Regions from separate parts of the Mus musculus genome. Here region 2 is linked to region 1. A link is a contact called in public promoter capture Hi-C data. All regions are on one chromosome and are shown on one strand. The core of a region is the stretch at or near the end of the contact, and the rest is flanking DNA. Distances in the headings are between cores, read along the strand shown. Region 1 overlaps Wbp1l (WW domain binding protein 1 like). Region 2 overlaps As3mt (arsenite methyltransferase).

Region 1 (7,275 bases), core at 3,517-6,016:
AGGGCGTATTAAATTATTTGCCCTACATCCCATTCCATAAAAGATGTAGAAAAGCCGGTCGTGGTGGCGCACGCCTTTAATTCCAGCACTTGGGAGGCAGAGGCAGGCGGATTTCTAGGTTCGAGGCCAGCCTGGTCTACAGAGTGAGTTCCAGGACAGTCAGGGCTATACAGAGAAACCCTGTCTCCAACACCCCCCCCCCCAAAAAAAAGACGCAGTAAATCATAAACATATATTCTAAAAACAAGTGACACCTCGCCAGGCAGCCGCCGCCTGGCAGTCCTGCTGCTTGTGAAGCTGCCTCGTGACTGAGACCTCATTAAACTGCCCCCAAACAGAGCAGCAGAGATGAAAACCCATTTCCTGTGTTGCTATTAGGAACGCGGACAACAACCTCACCAAGAGCCACCTGACCCTATAGGAAAATCCCAGAGTTGAAAACCCAAAGCTGCAACACACCTCAAGGTTTTCCTAAGGCCCACTTGGTAAGGCCATGGCGCTACAGCCCTATGGGTTCCGGCTGGCCAAGGTGTATAAGATACCATACCATAGGATCATTCTTCCATCCCTGGACACCCCTAGAAGACAAGGCGGCCCCAGTGACCTCACCTCACTAGCCTCCTCTTCCGCAGGACTCTATGAAGTGTGACTCCTTTTAATAAGGACTTAGAGAGCAGAGGGCTGAAACGGTGTAGGCAGGGCACAGGCTGGGTGCAGGCAGGGCACAGGCTGGGTGCAGGCAGGGCACAGGCTGGGTGCAGGCAGGGCACAGGCTGGGTGCATGCAGGGTACAGGCTGGGTGCAGGCAGGGCACAGGCTGGGTGCATGCAGGGTACAGGCTGGGTGCAGGCAGGGCACAGGCTGGGTACAGGCAGGGCAGCTGCTTACTGTGTACTTTTGAAAGTACGAGACACTTTATCTTTTTCTTCTTAAGTTGCTTACATTTTACGGATATGAGTGTTTTGCCTACAAGTAGGTATGTGCACCATGCGCCTGGTGCCCACAGAGGTCAGAGGAAGTTGTCTGATCTCCAGGAGCTAGAGTTGTAAGCTGCCATGTAGGTGCTGGGAACAGAACCTGGATCCTGTGGAAGAGCAACCAGCGTTCTTAACGGCTAAGCCATCTCTCCCGTCTCTGATCCAGCTCTTTACATAGGTGTTAGGGAACTTTACTGACTGAGCCACTGTTCATTAAAAGGAGAGGGAGGGGAGGGAGGGAGAGGAAGGAGGGGAGGGAGGGAAGTACCAACATATAAGAACATAAATACAGGGGTTAGAGAGATGTTGCAGCAGGTAAGAGTGCTTGCTGCTCTTCTAGAAGGAGCAGGGTTCAGTTCTCAGCCCCTTCATCAAGTGGCCCATAATCGCCAAAGTAACCAACCAAAAGCACAGACTGACCTGGCTCCGTCCCTGCTTGGCTCTATCCATCCTCCCCTCATGCCGACGGTCCGGCCATCTCCTCTGTTTGACTTAGTCACACTGGGCTGGGCTGATCCCTGACTGCGGCTGATTATCCCCCCCTGCTTCTTGGTCACTGGAGGTAAGGCAGGCTGGGGAGGCCTGAGTATCAGCAACACCCCTCGGTTTTCTACAGTGACGCACATGCTCAAAGCTGTGCGTCACATGTCCCATGCCAGACAGAGCCCCCTCTGCTGCTTGAGGGCCAGTCCTCCTGGTACTCAGGAATCCCCACCACCTCAGCAAATGGGAAGAGAACCAGGCCGCCCGTGTCAAGTGCTGAAGGGCTTTTCTTTCTTCCTTTTTAAAATTTTATTTATTGTTTTTTTATGTGAATTGGTGTTTTGCGCACATGTCTGTTTGTTTATGTGAGGAAATACCCATTTCTTTGACCAGAAAGAAAAGGTATAGTTTTCAGAGGGACCTGAGCTATCAAGGCCGAGTCACTGGACTGCTTTAAGAGAAAACTGGTGAGTACCAGTTTCACTAGCAGCAAAATGCACAGGCCATAGGGCTCACCTCACGTGGCTGTCCCTTCCAGTCCACAGTGTTCAAGACGCCTGTTTGCTCCTACCTTGGCTAGAGAGTGACATTAAAACTGCTCTCTCCGCGAACAGATAAAGAAACCCTGGGTCACCGAGGAGCTGCCTGTAGGACTGAAAAACTTCAAAGAATCAAGGACTTTCTAACACTCCATGCCTACATTTAGAGATTGAAACAGACCCGATGGTTTAGGAAAGGGTGGAGGGTTGGTCTGTTATGAGAATCAAGACTACAATGGATGTAGGATGCTGTCATAGATATGGAGCTCGAAATATGGCCTAATATTAAAGTAACTGCTGCCTGATTGTGTAAGCTGTGTCGAGTTATCTGAGTAAGATTTCCGTCTGGCCCTGCTGGGGGGTAGATACCTAGCTCACACGGGGTAAGAGATGAGATTTCAGGTCTACAAGGGCTTGGCATTATTTGCTCTGCACACACAGAAAATAACTTGTCTGCCCTTGATTAGACATAGTCCTTGCTGACTAAGGGGGCAACTGGCCGTAAAGGCCCACAAGTCTTTGGGAGGGTCACAAATGCAGGAGGCTTAGGAAAACAAGGAAAAGGTGCATCTACCTTCCCTTTATTACATCAGCCATTCCATGCATAGTGATACACACCTACCATCCCAGCTCTGGGGAGGCCGAGGCAGGAGAGTCATGAGTTCAAAGCCAGCCTTAGCTACATAGCAAGCTCTCCTCTTTAAGGCCCATGACTCCCTCTCAGAACAGCAACAGACTGCTGTCAGGAGCTTCTAGCCTAGGGTTTTGCATTTAGTCAGCCATGAGCCCATAGTCAGCCAATCGTGTTTAGACATGGGGGGGCAGGGGGGAGGGGCACCGCACACGCCAAACTGCCCCTAGTTTTAATGCACTGTTCTAGACAAAAATCACATAACTGTGTTCTGTGAAGTCTCATTCTCTGATTGGCTTACGGATTCTGTGCTCTGTGAACTCTCAAATGACAAGACTGAGGTCAGAATCACACATGCATCTACTCCAACAAAAACCCTTCAGAAAACCCTAGGCTGAGGACTAGGGAGCCATGAAGCCCTTGGAATAAGTCACTCTTGGTCTCTCATGCAGCAGCCTGCAGAGAACCTCCCAAGGTTAAAGCCTGGAGCTCTCATTTCCCAGATGGGTGAGAAATGAGCCCCCAGCTCCTCAGGTTTACAGTAATCCAGCACAAACTGAGCCAGGTTCCAAAATTCAGAGCCCCACTCAGAGGTGGGCACTCCTCGAGTGCCGGAGTCCGCCCCAGCTCATCCCAGCGCTTCCCTGCATTGTACTGCAGAGCCATACTCAGGGTGGGACGTCAGGAGTGTTTGTGGTTGTCGGGGAACCAGGATGTCCAAACCCTTGACTGAAAAACCACGCACTAAGTTAGGCACTGTCTGAAACCAAAATTGAGACCTTGCGACACAGTTCAGTGGAAGCCCCTGGAATCCTGTCTGTTGAGCAAAGGAGCCAAACAATAACTACAAAGCCGGGGAGGAACAGACAGAACACAGTACCAGTAAACCCCACACTGCTTCCAGGAAGAGAAGCCAGTGTCACACACCAGCCATCTGCAGAGCCAACATCCTTTTCTGGAGGCTGCCTCAGGCTGCACTCTAGAACTAAGTCACTGGACAGGATTTATTTTTTTAATTCTTGAATATGTTTTTATTCTTTACTTCTATTTGCGGCTTCACTGCTCAAAACTTCCTACAATGGACACAGAAAAGGCAAAGGCTACAGATTTTACTTTTGTGTATTTGTAAGTAGAATACACAATACATTTCAACATAGTGATACAGTAATCTACAAAGAAATGTATATCATAGAAGAGGACACTGATTAAAGAAATACAAAGATATGGCATTATTTCTTTTCCTTTTCCTTTCTTTTGAGTCAGAGTCTTATCACATAGCCTATGCTGGCCTTTAACTCACTACATAGCCAAGGCTAATAATTTCCAACTTCCAATTCTCCTTAGCCTTCTGTCTTTCTTGAGGTCCAGGGTTTGAACTCTGCCCAAATAAGCAGTGGCCATAGATGACACAGAAACTAAGGCAGGTTACCACTTAGGGTTGTTTCAACTCACAACCTGCAGATCAGCAGCTAACAGCAAGATGTGCTAGTAATGGAGAATTAAAAGACCAGTGGTACGGCGGTGGTGGCGCACGCACGCCTTTAATCCCAGCACTCAGGAGGCAGAGGCAGGCGGATTTCTGAGTTCGAGGCCAGCCTGGTCTACAAAGTGAGTGAGTGCCAGGACAGCCAGGGCTACACAGAGAAACCCTGTCTCGAAAAACCAAAAAAAAAACAAAAAACAAAAAACAAAAAAATCAAGGGCTCTCTCTCCATCACTGGAGGAAGCAACCATTGTCTTTGACTCTGTCCTAGAGAAAAGTCGCAGTCAACAGATAGGGTCCTTTTGCCACCAGGTCCTGGTCTTTCTTCCACCGTTCTCATCAGAGATGTCACAAAGAACAAGTCACAGCCCCTAAAAATGCAGCCTCTTCCTACAGAGTCTGCAGGGCTTCAAACCCTCACGAGGGTGGGCTTGGGAGAAAAGGCCTTCCTCACCTCCCACCGCAGGGCAGAGGAGGGGGGTGCTCCCCTGCCTGTCGCAAGATTTCTACAATCAGTCCAGATAAGGATTCTGGCTCTGGCTCCAACAATATAAACAAGTGTCACCTTGGTGGCTGCTGCGTTATACACAGCTAGTTCCCTTCCAAGCTGAATCTTGCTTAATTTGCCCTGATCCCGGTGGAGTGGAGGCTAAGCTCAAAAGGGTCAGGGTGACGAGGAGCCAGAGCCTGGTCCTCTGCCACAGAGCAGGCTACAGGACCCAGCACCAGGCCAGATTGCTAGGGAATGAGTCACGGCCATTACACTCACTGGTACGCTGGAGCGCAGACCTCTTCGATTCCATTCTCCTTTTGGCAATACGGAGGTAAGACCCCTCACATGTGGTGGTGGTCCTGAAGTAATGAATGCTATCCCCCAAGTAAAGGTTGGCTAATAGTGAGCAAACCCAAAGCCAGAGGCTGACGAGTTACCTCTTCCTTATCCCCAGTCGGAGCTCTCCCCCTGTAGCTGGCCTGGGGGGGGTGGGGGTCTCAGTGCTGTGTGGTTCTCAGGTCATTTGCTCTTTGCTTATGTTGCTGGGGACAAAACCCAGGCAAGTGTGTGGAGCAGCTGCTTTAAGCTCTAACCAGTGGGCGCTTCCCCGGCCACTTGCTTTCAGACCTGAGGAGAGACTGGTCCAGCACTCTGCCTGTCTGGTCTATACCAACAAGGGCATGCGGATACCAGTCACTCAAGGATGTGAACGGCAGCTGTGGACAACAATAGGCCTATGTTGTCCTGCCCCCAAAGAGGCTAAGGCCGGAGGATTAAGGGTTCAAGCCACTACAACAAAACCCCTTCCCCCTTCTCAATTTTAAAAAAGGTTACAGCTAGCTCCTCAGGAGACCAGGAGTCGGCCTCCTTATGCCTCTTGTCATGACCAAATTCAACATGGACAAAAGACTCCAAGAAGGTCAAAGACTTATTTTCAGTCCCACTGGAGACCACATATTTCTGGTGTTAGAAACCACCTCCACCTCCACCCCACTCCTGCAGCCATGACGTAGACAATTTGGGACACAGTAGGCCTCCCCCATAGAAGACAGAATTTTAATGTAAGTTATTGTCTCCAAGGGTCTAGCCTGTGTTCCACTGACTGGAACAACTGTGTAACAATTGGACTATCGCCTGTACAGGACCTCTTGTCAGCCTTGGAACTTCTGAGCCACCTGTCCCCTTTAATGTCATGTGAGGATGATCTGCACCTAGGGAGTCTCCATCATCCACACACTGATCCTAGCGGAGACTGCGGCCCTCCCGGGTCAGGGAGAGCATTGACCCGTCCTTGCATACTCAACATGCTTTGAACCTCTTTTGCACAATCCTCTCCAGGTACAGAATGCTGATCCTAAGAGTCTTCCAGTATTACCAACCCAACACCTCCTGACACAGTCAGAACTCGAACTCACTCCTTCTGCAGGCTGAGCCCCTGCTGCTGCTGTGTTGTTCTCTAAAAAAACCACCTCTACCTTCTCAGACTTCAAGCCAGACTTTCTCTTGGCCAGAAAACCACAACAGGACAGTGTGCCTAACTGTGTGCTCTGCCTAAAACCTGGGACACAGCAGCACAACCAGAAAATTTCTACACCTTGGCTCTTCCACACACTGTGGACAACACTGCTCCCTGGTCAACACTGTAGCTTCTTCCTACTGAGCTATCCTCACTGCCCTACATGAAAGAATTCACACATTCTGAGGCTCATTTGCTCTTCACATACACTGAAGTCAGGTCATGCTCTCATCCATCCATCCATCCATCCATCCACCCACCCACCCACCCATCCATCCATCCACCATCCATCCATACATCCATCCATACATCCCATCCATCCATCCATCCATCCATCCATCCACACACCCATCCACCCACCCATCCACCTATCCATCCATCCATCCATCCATCCATCCATCCATCTACCCATCCATCCACACATCCACCATCCATCCATCCATCCACACACCCATCCATCCACCCACCCATCCATCCACCATCCATCCATCCATCCATCCACCCACCCATCCATCCACCCATCCATCCATCCATCCACCCATCCATCCATCCATCCATCCACCCACCCATCCACCCACCCATCCACCCATCCATCCATCCATCCACCATCCATCCATCCACCATCCATCCATCCACACATCCATCCATCCATCCATCCACCCATCCATCCACCCACCCAACCATCCATCCATCCATCCATCCATCCATCCATCCATCCATCCATCCATCCATCCAATGATTAAGGGCCTTATGGGATCCCTTTATAATGATAAAAGATACCTGGCACACCTAGGAGTTCCTGTTTTGTATCAGACAAATTCAACCCCAAGATTCACAGAGAAAAGGCAGTTTCTCTTTCCATCTGTAGGAACAAGCTGAAGCCACACTGCTGGGCTCTCACTGAGGTGAGCCACACGCCTCACCTGATCTGTCTGGGCTGCTCCTTCCCTAGCTTAGGTGTCTAGTAAACTATCTATCCGTCAGGCTCGGGTCAGAGAACATCTCAGGAAAGCCTGCCATGTCCACCTTCCACTGACCTAATCCAGTGGCTTTTCTCCTCCATTACCTTATCCTTGAGCATTCTCCTTTCATATTCCTACACACTGTCTTGTCTCTAAACCCCGGAGGCCAGAATCTCTCAGAATATATCTGA
Region 2 (7,275 bases), core at 2,166-4,665, 99 kb before region 1:
CTCCTGCTGACTTGTGCTAAGGCTGAGGCCTGACTTTCTCTACTAGGTCATGTCACCACTGTGGCTACCAAGCTAGACTACTAGTATATCCATAAAATAGTTACCAGTAGCTCTAGCTGCCACTACTAACCTATAAACTAAACTGCTGATTTCCAGACAACACAGATGAAAATTGCTCCAAAAAAACCTTTCTAAACATGGCCACTTCCCCATATCCTTGCTTTCCCACTACCTCTAATGGGTGGTGGACTAAAAGAGAGGTTAAAGCATTTAAAACCATCGCTAAAAATAAAAATTTTTTAAAAATTGAAGTTATAGTTGGTTTTTAGCTGGCTTGGGGTACATGTGAAGTTGATGTGTGACTGTGTGTGTGACTGTGTGTGTGTGTGTGTCCTGGAAGTGGGGCTCTTAGCAAACCTACATGAATCGGAAAGCCCGATTGTTACTGTCTGCACAGTTGTCCTGCCTCTCCTCATACGGCGCTTCTACTGTTGCTGTGGACTTTCTTTACAAGTTGAGCAAATGGCCTCTTAGTATGCTGCCAGCACAGTGCTACGACTCTTTGCAGGATCACGGTGTGCTGTGGCCGAGGCAGGCACATAAGAGAGGAAGAATCGTAAAAAATGCTGGTTTTAGGAAAAAAGACTATTCATTCCCAGTGTGGTTACGATGGCTTGTTCCCCGGTCCCCTCTCTTTCTCTAAAGAAAAAAAAATAAATAAATAAAAGAATTGGTCTCAGAGAAACTGGGTTAGCACATTCTAATCCCAGTGCTGGGGGCAGAGTGAGTTCAAGAACAGCTAGGTGTACATAGTGCGTTCTAAGACAGCCTGGCCTACAGTGAGACCCGACTCAAAAACATTGATCATGTTATGGCTGCAGCCATCTTCAGCTGTAACTATCATGGTTGTCATCCCCAAAGTACCCCTAAGCATCTGCATTTCCTGCCGTTTTTCTGACAAATGATACCAGGTAAGGGCCCTTAGAGCAGTACTGAGCACAGCACTGCAGAGTCAGTCTCAGGAACGCAGCAGCAGCCAGATAAATCCCTGAGATAAACAGACACACTCCAGCTAGAATAAAGTCCCTTACGGCCTGCTCCACAAACCGGCTCCTCTTTCTGACCAGTACTGCTGCGGCCTAGCACTACGTAGCTGTCAGTAAGTCCGGCTGTACTGTGTGCAGACCTGGATCTGGCTGTGTCTCCCTCAGCACTTCAAAGAAGTGCTCACACCTGAGGACTGGGTGGTCTCAAACAGGTCTCGAATAAATTTGACTCTCTTAAAGTCTGTGAGGGGGAAATTCTACAAGGCTTACCAGTCTATCCATGTATGCCCACTGTATAAACTACAATTAGGTACAAACAACAAAAAAGTGAAAACTTTTAGAAAAAGATCGTTTCTGAGACCAGGGTAAAGGGCACCTGGGAGAACAATTATAAAATCCTGAAAAGAAGGCTGGGTGGCAGTGGCTCGTGCCTTTAGTCCCGCACTCAGGAGGCAGAGGCAGGCAGATTTGAGGGCAGCCTGGTCTATAAAACAAGTTTCAGATCAGCCAGGCCTATACATAGAAACCCTGTCCCGAAAAAAGAAACAAAAAACAAAAAGAAAAATCCTGAAAAGGGTGAGTGAGCTAATGCCTACAAATTGTTCTTTGACCTCAACCTGTACACATAAAATAAATACAGATGAAATAAAATACCGTTGCCTAAAAAAATTAGAATATGATACAAGGTAGCATTTCACACTGCTGGAGAAATGATGGCTATTTATTAAATGAAATAAAAACTGTGACTAGTTGATATTTGGAATGAAATGTTGCAGACTCTGTAGTATAAAAAAACGGGACTCCTAAGCTGCTTCTATCAGAAAATGGTTCCTCGTGCCCTTGGACTTCTACAGAATCATATCCCAAATACCAGAGTCCCCAAACATTTTGTGGCTGGGGCTTTTATACAGTTCTAGCTTGTCTCCCCTATATGGCTACACACACTTTTTATTGGCTGCTTTAAATTACTGTGCAGTGGGCTAGACTGAGAAGGGAGGAAGCAGGAGGCTGCCGGAGAGATGCGGTCAGTCTGCACACCATGGGATAGGAGCTACTGAGCAACCATGTGTGTACATGTATGGACATGGACCAGACCACATGGCTGCTTCTTGGGCTTCTTTTCTGTTAGCCCTTGGAGGCTCCCTCCTCCCCCTAACCATCTGAAGCCAGCAGTGGTGGTCTATGTCTGTAATCCTGAATGTGGGAGGTAGAGACAGGATGGATGATCAGTTTATTCCAATCTGGGCAACGTAAACTCTGTCTCAAAAGAAAAAAAAAAAGGGTGTGTGTCACACATCTACAGGGGTGTGTGTCACACATCTACAGGGGTGTGTGTCACACATCTTCAGGGGTGTGTGTCACACATCTTCAGGGGTGTGTGTCACACATCTACAGTGGTAGACGGAAAGAGATGCAGATCAAAACCCTACAACTTCCCCATCGAGGCTCATGTAGGGTGGGTGGCTCACAACCATCTGTGACTCTATTCCAGAGGACCAGATGCCTTCCTCTGACCTCCGCAGGCACCAGGCACATATGTGGCATACATACATCCATACAGGCAAAACACTCATATGCATAGAATAAAATTAAAAACAAGCTAATGATAAAAAAAAACCTAATAAAACAGACCTAACTAAATCATCTCTGAGGTGATGAAGTGGAGGCTGGTTTCTTCAGTTTCTATCTTTCTGGCATCCTGGCTCCTGAACCTTCTAGCCTCAGAGAAGTCCTCCTAGTTTTCCTTTATTGGAAATCGTTCTTAGCACACTGCCTGCTGGTGCACAGGGTGTGCACTGGTGTGCACAGCTTTACTCTGGAACACCCCCATATGGAGGAGAAGTCGTGCTCACTGCTGGCTGCACAGCAGCAGGAAGCTATTGCTCATCAGGACAGATTTACAGGAGTCATCACTCACAGGAGTGACAGATGACAACGCTGTCGTCTGTCATAATCTACATTCCGAGGGCACATTTTTACCTCGTATAATGAAAGCAAGCCTTCATGGACATGTTCTTGCTAGCTTAGCATCTCCACAGCGTTACTGGCTTGTTTGTTCAAGTTACCTCCCTTGGCCAGATGGCCCTGGAGGAGATCAGGATGATAAAGGGAGTCACTGGCTAGACTTGGTCCAGATGTTCAGAGAACAAGGGAAGAGGGTAAGAGATAAGGACAGCGGCAGTGACATCATAGATCCCAGGGACAAGGCTGGCCACCTGACAAGAGGGCAAGAATGCACTGGGAACTGATGGCCTTTGTCCCCCCCCACCACCCCACCCCCCGATCTGCTAAAGCCTGAAGGCTGTAGATAAGGGAAGGCGGGTTTTAGAGGATTGGTCCACCGCCATCTCGGATCACCTGCTTCCTGTGTAAGCACAGCTTAGAGATTCCATTCTGTCCCTGCTCTTGGCATGTGTGGTGACCGGCAACAGGACTACTGTGTTCTGGTGACACTACTAGGGATACAAAGTAGCGCACCTACTGTGGATGACAGGGTGGTCCATTACAAGCTAGCGACATGACCGAAAATGATGCCCTATGCCTTTTAATCCCAGGACAGGACACTTGGATCTCTGTGAGTTCAAGGCCAACCTGGTCTATATACTGAGTTCCAGGCTGGCCAGGGCTATGCAGTGAGACCCTTGTCTCAAAAGCAAATAACGCCAAAAGCCACCAAAAGTTAGAAATACAAAAAGAAAAAAAAATCCATTGTTCAGTACAGATGCAAAATCTTTGAAAGCAGAAAGCCACACAAGTATTTACATATCCGTGTTCCTAATAGCACTGTTAATAATCTACTGCAGGACAGCAGTCATCAAATGAAGGACAGATGAACCAAGGTATTCCATCTCTGCTCCCAGAGGAGTGAGACAGTGGAGCATGCTCAGTGAAGAAGCGCTGGAAACACGGGTGAAAGGTCAGACACAAAAGGTCAAGTACACGTGGATCCACTCATGAGAAATGTCCAAAAAAGACAGAACCCTGGAGTCAAAATCACCAGACACTGCTAAGAGCCAGTCAGGAGAATTGGGGAAAGAGCTGCTTAGTGGGTAGGAGGGGTCAGTCTCCATGGCAACCTGAGGAGTCAATTATCAACCCTCTGTTCCCATCTGCTGTCCCCTGGCCTTACCTACTCCTCCCCCGAGAGAAAAAAAGACTACATATCAAAAAAAAGGTCTGGCCTGTCTTAGGGTAGAGCCTGGACAGTGAGAGACCCACAGTCTGTGAGAGCTGCCCAGTGTAAAGGCGACTCGGAGCTTAGGCAGGAACGGAGAGAATAAATCAGCTCCAGCCCTGGTCTTTTATGCTAAAATTAGTTGTTGCTTTGTTTTGCTTGTTTTAAAGCTTTATTTCTTCTTATTTTATGTGTCTGGGTGTTTTGCCTCAGACACGAAGGCCAGAATACATCCTCAGCGCCCCAGAAACTGGATTAATAGAGTTGGTACTTGCCATGTGGGTTCTGAGAACTGAGCTCGTAAGTCCTCTGGAAGAGCAAACTGAACACCTGAGCTATCTCTCCATCCCAAGAGTCAACATTTCTTTTTTTTTTTTAATTATGTATTTATTTTGTGTATATGAGTACACTGTAGCTGTCTTCAGATGCACCAGAAGAGGGCATCGGATCCCATGACAGATGGTTGTGAGCCACTATGTGGTTGCTGGGAATGGAACTCAGGACCTCTGGAAGAGCAGCCAGTGCTCTTAACCACTGAGCCATCTCTCCAGCCCCAACATTTCTTGAGTATTTAAACTATCTTATAGTAAAGTCATCCAGGAGTTTAAAAATATTAATTAAACCAAATGCCACTGAGTTATACATTTCTAAATGTTTAAAATGTGGAGCTGACACATGGCTCAGCAGGCAAAGGTGCGTGCTGTCAAAGTTGATGACCCAAGTTTAATCCCTAAACACCATATGATGGAAAGACAGAACCAACTTCCACAAGCTGTTCTCTAACCTCTATGTGCGCACATGTGTGTGCGCGCGAGCACACACACTAAATAAACAAACACATAAAACAAATGATGACTCAGCGACAGCTGTTTCTTCCAGAGGACACAGGTTCAAGGCCCCACATGGCAGCTCTTAACTCATCCAGTCCCAGGGCAATTGGATGCTCTCTTCTAGCCTCTGAAGGGACCGAGCACAAATGTGGTGTAGACATACGGGTACACCAAACACTCATAGAAATACAATAATAATTTTAAAAAAATCTTTTTACATTTTTAACTGGCTAAATTAATAAGAAGCATATTAATTTTATCTTAGCTTTGGTGCTTTCTAAAAGGAAACCGGTGCTTTCAAATGCTCACCTGGGGATTTGTTTTGAGACAAGGCCTTGCTTTATTGCCCACATTGGTCTTGGATTCGTGTACTGCTCCCCTCAAGCTTAGTCACTAGAATTAGGGGTGTGTGGTATTGAGTCCAACATGTAAGGCTTTTTTTTGTGGCAACTCTTAACCTGTATTGTATCTGGGACCCTTTTAAAAGCTTGCTTTTGATACTCCCCCTTTTCTTGTCCCCCACTCCCACTCCCACCCCTGGAGGTGAGGATGGAACCCAGGGCCTTGCACTTGCTAGGCAAACACTTTACCCCTGAGATAAATCCCCAACCCCTGTTTTGAAAACTTGATCAAAGAGACAGGTAGTTAACCAAGAAAGTTAAAGATGATATATATATATATATATATATATATATATACATATATATATATATATATGTATATATATATATATATATATCATCACATGATGAGGCAGGATATAATTCAGGCAAAAGTACATATGAGAAGAGACTATAAAGCTAATACATACACACACACACACATACATATACACACACACACACACACACACACACACATATATATATATATATACACACACAGAGTGAGTGGTAGAAGGCCTATCGATTTCCTTCAGTTAATTCACAGAATTCCAAAAAACTCAAAGGTCATTACTGACATGTTGTTAGGAATTAGGGGGAAAAAGAATTTAGGGGTTTGAGAGGTGGCTTAGTGGTTAAGAGCACCGGCTGCCCTTCCGGGATTTGATTCCCAGCACCCTCACGGCAGCTACCAACCATCTAAAAGTTCGGTTCTAGGGGATTCTGGCTTCCGTGGGCACTGCAGTCAGTACACAGACACACGTTTGGGCAAAACGCCCATACACATAAAACAAAACTAAATCTTTAAAATAAAAGGAATTTACAAAAACAAAATCAAATCATTTATCCGTACAAATAGTCTAAAAGTGGGTTGCAGTGGCCAACTGCGAAGAAAGTTGTTGTCTTGGAGGGGCCTATAGTTTGTTTCAAGGGACTTGATTGAAGTAGGAAACAAAAGTCAAACAAACCTTTGTCTCTAACTCAGAACGGCCCTGGGGAGCTGGCAGCGAGGCGTCAACAGGTGTGAAGAGAAAATCCGGAGCAAAACGTGAGTTCTTCAGGACAGCTGCCGTCTCCTCATCCACTGCAACAGCTTCGCCTTCCTAAGGGGCAGCAAAAGATGAGCATCAAACGGCACCATCTTGGCCCTTTTTGTTCTGTTTCAGGGGAGGGGGCTTGTATAATCTTGAGGTGTGAGTTCTCTCCTCCATGAGTTCTGCGACTCAAACTCAGGTTGCCAGGTTTTCACAGGCTAGCACCCTGGCCTGCGGAGCCATCTTGCCAGTCCAGCTCTTCAGTCTTATTAGAGAGAAAATATCCTGAGCTGGGCAGTGGTGGAGCCTACGGACCATAGTCCCAGCGCTAAAAAGGACACACGGTAGAACTGCCTCCTCTGGAGGGCGCTGAGGAGTCCTGCTAGGCCGGGGTCTCCCCTCTTGCATGGTCATCACTCTGTTTATTCTGAGCCGATTCTTAGGGTCCCCTTTGATACCCAGGGGTGCGAGTGTATAAGATCGTGTGTGTGTGTTTGTGTGTGTGTGTGTGTGTGTGTGTGTGTGCACGTGTGCCAGGTTCCTGGCCTTTCAGTTTGTTTTATTTGCTTTAGATCCCTGAAGGCATTTGGTTTCTGGCCATGGTTTGGTCTAATAATTTGTTGGGCATTTTTTTTTTCTTTTCCTTTCTTTTCTTTTTTTCTTTTTTGGTTTTTTGAGACAGGGTTTCTCTGTGTAGCCCTGGCTGATCCTGGAACTCACTCTGTAGACCAGGCTGGCCTCGAACTCAAAAACTCACCTGCCTCTGCCTCCCGAGTGCTGTGATTAAAGGCGTGCGCCACCACACCT

What was found. Capture Hi-C pulls out chosen DNA fragments and counts their contacts.
Region 2: a contact with region 1 is called in a promoter capture Hi-C map of liver. The contact joins two enhancer-like sites. A contact is called at or near these places in 1 of 39 promoter capture datasets (the SN4741 cell line), 1 of 484 Hi-C or Micro-C datasets (bone marrow-derived macrophages), 6 of 115 datasets of contacts at active chromatin or transcription factors (CD8 T cells, differentiating embryonic stem cells, effector CD8 T cells and 3 more) and 3 of 9 other capture datasets (adipose tissue, embryonic stem cells and liver).

The regions. Positions count from the first base shown.
Region 1 is chr19:46,626,067-46,633,341 of GRCm38.p6, reverse strand. The region is part of intron 2 of Wbp1l (WW domain binding protein 1 like); the gene reads right to left. Among named protein-coding and RNA genes, the nearest start is that of Wbp1l, 31 kb to the right of the region's middle. Within about 2 kb of position 4,766, at least 37 of the 459 cell types and tissues checked have an H3K27ac peak or open chromatin away from gene starts, as enhancers often do. A contact at or near this core is called in liver, where this site is marked.
Region 2 is chr19:46,724,166-46,731,440 of GRCm38.p6, reverse strand. As3mt (arsenite methyltransferase) reads right to left here. Exons shown (of 11, transcript NM_020577.3): 10 at 6,403-6,537. Among named protein-coding and RNA genes, the nearest start is that of As3mt, 20 kb to the right of the region's middle. Within about 2 kb of position 3,415, at least 45 of the 459 cell types and tissues checked have an H3K27ac peak or open chromatin away from gene starts, as enhancers often do. A contact at or near this core is called in liver, where this site is marked.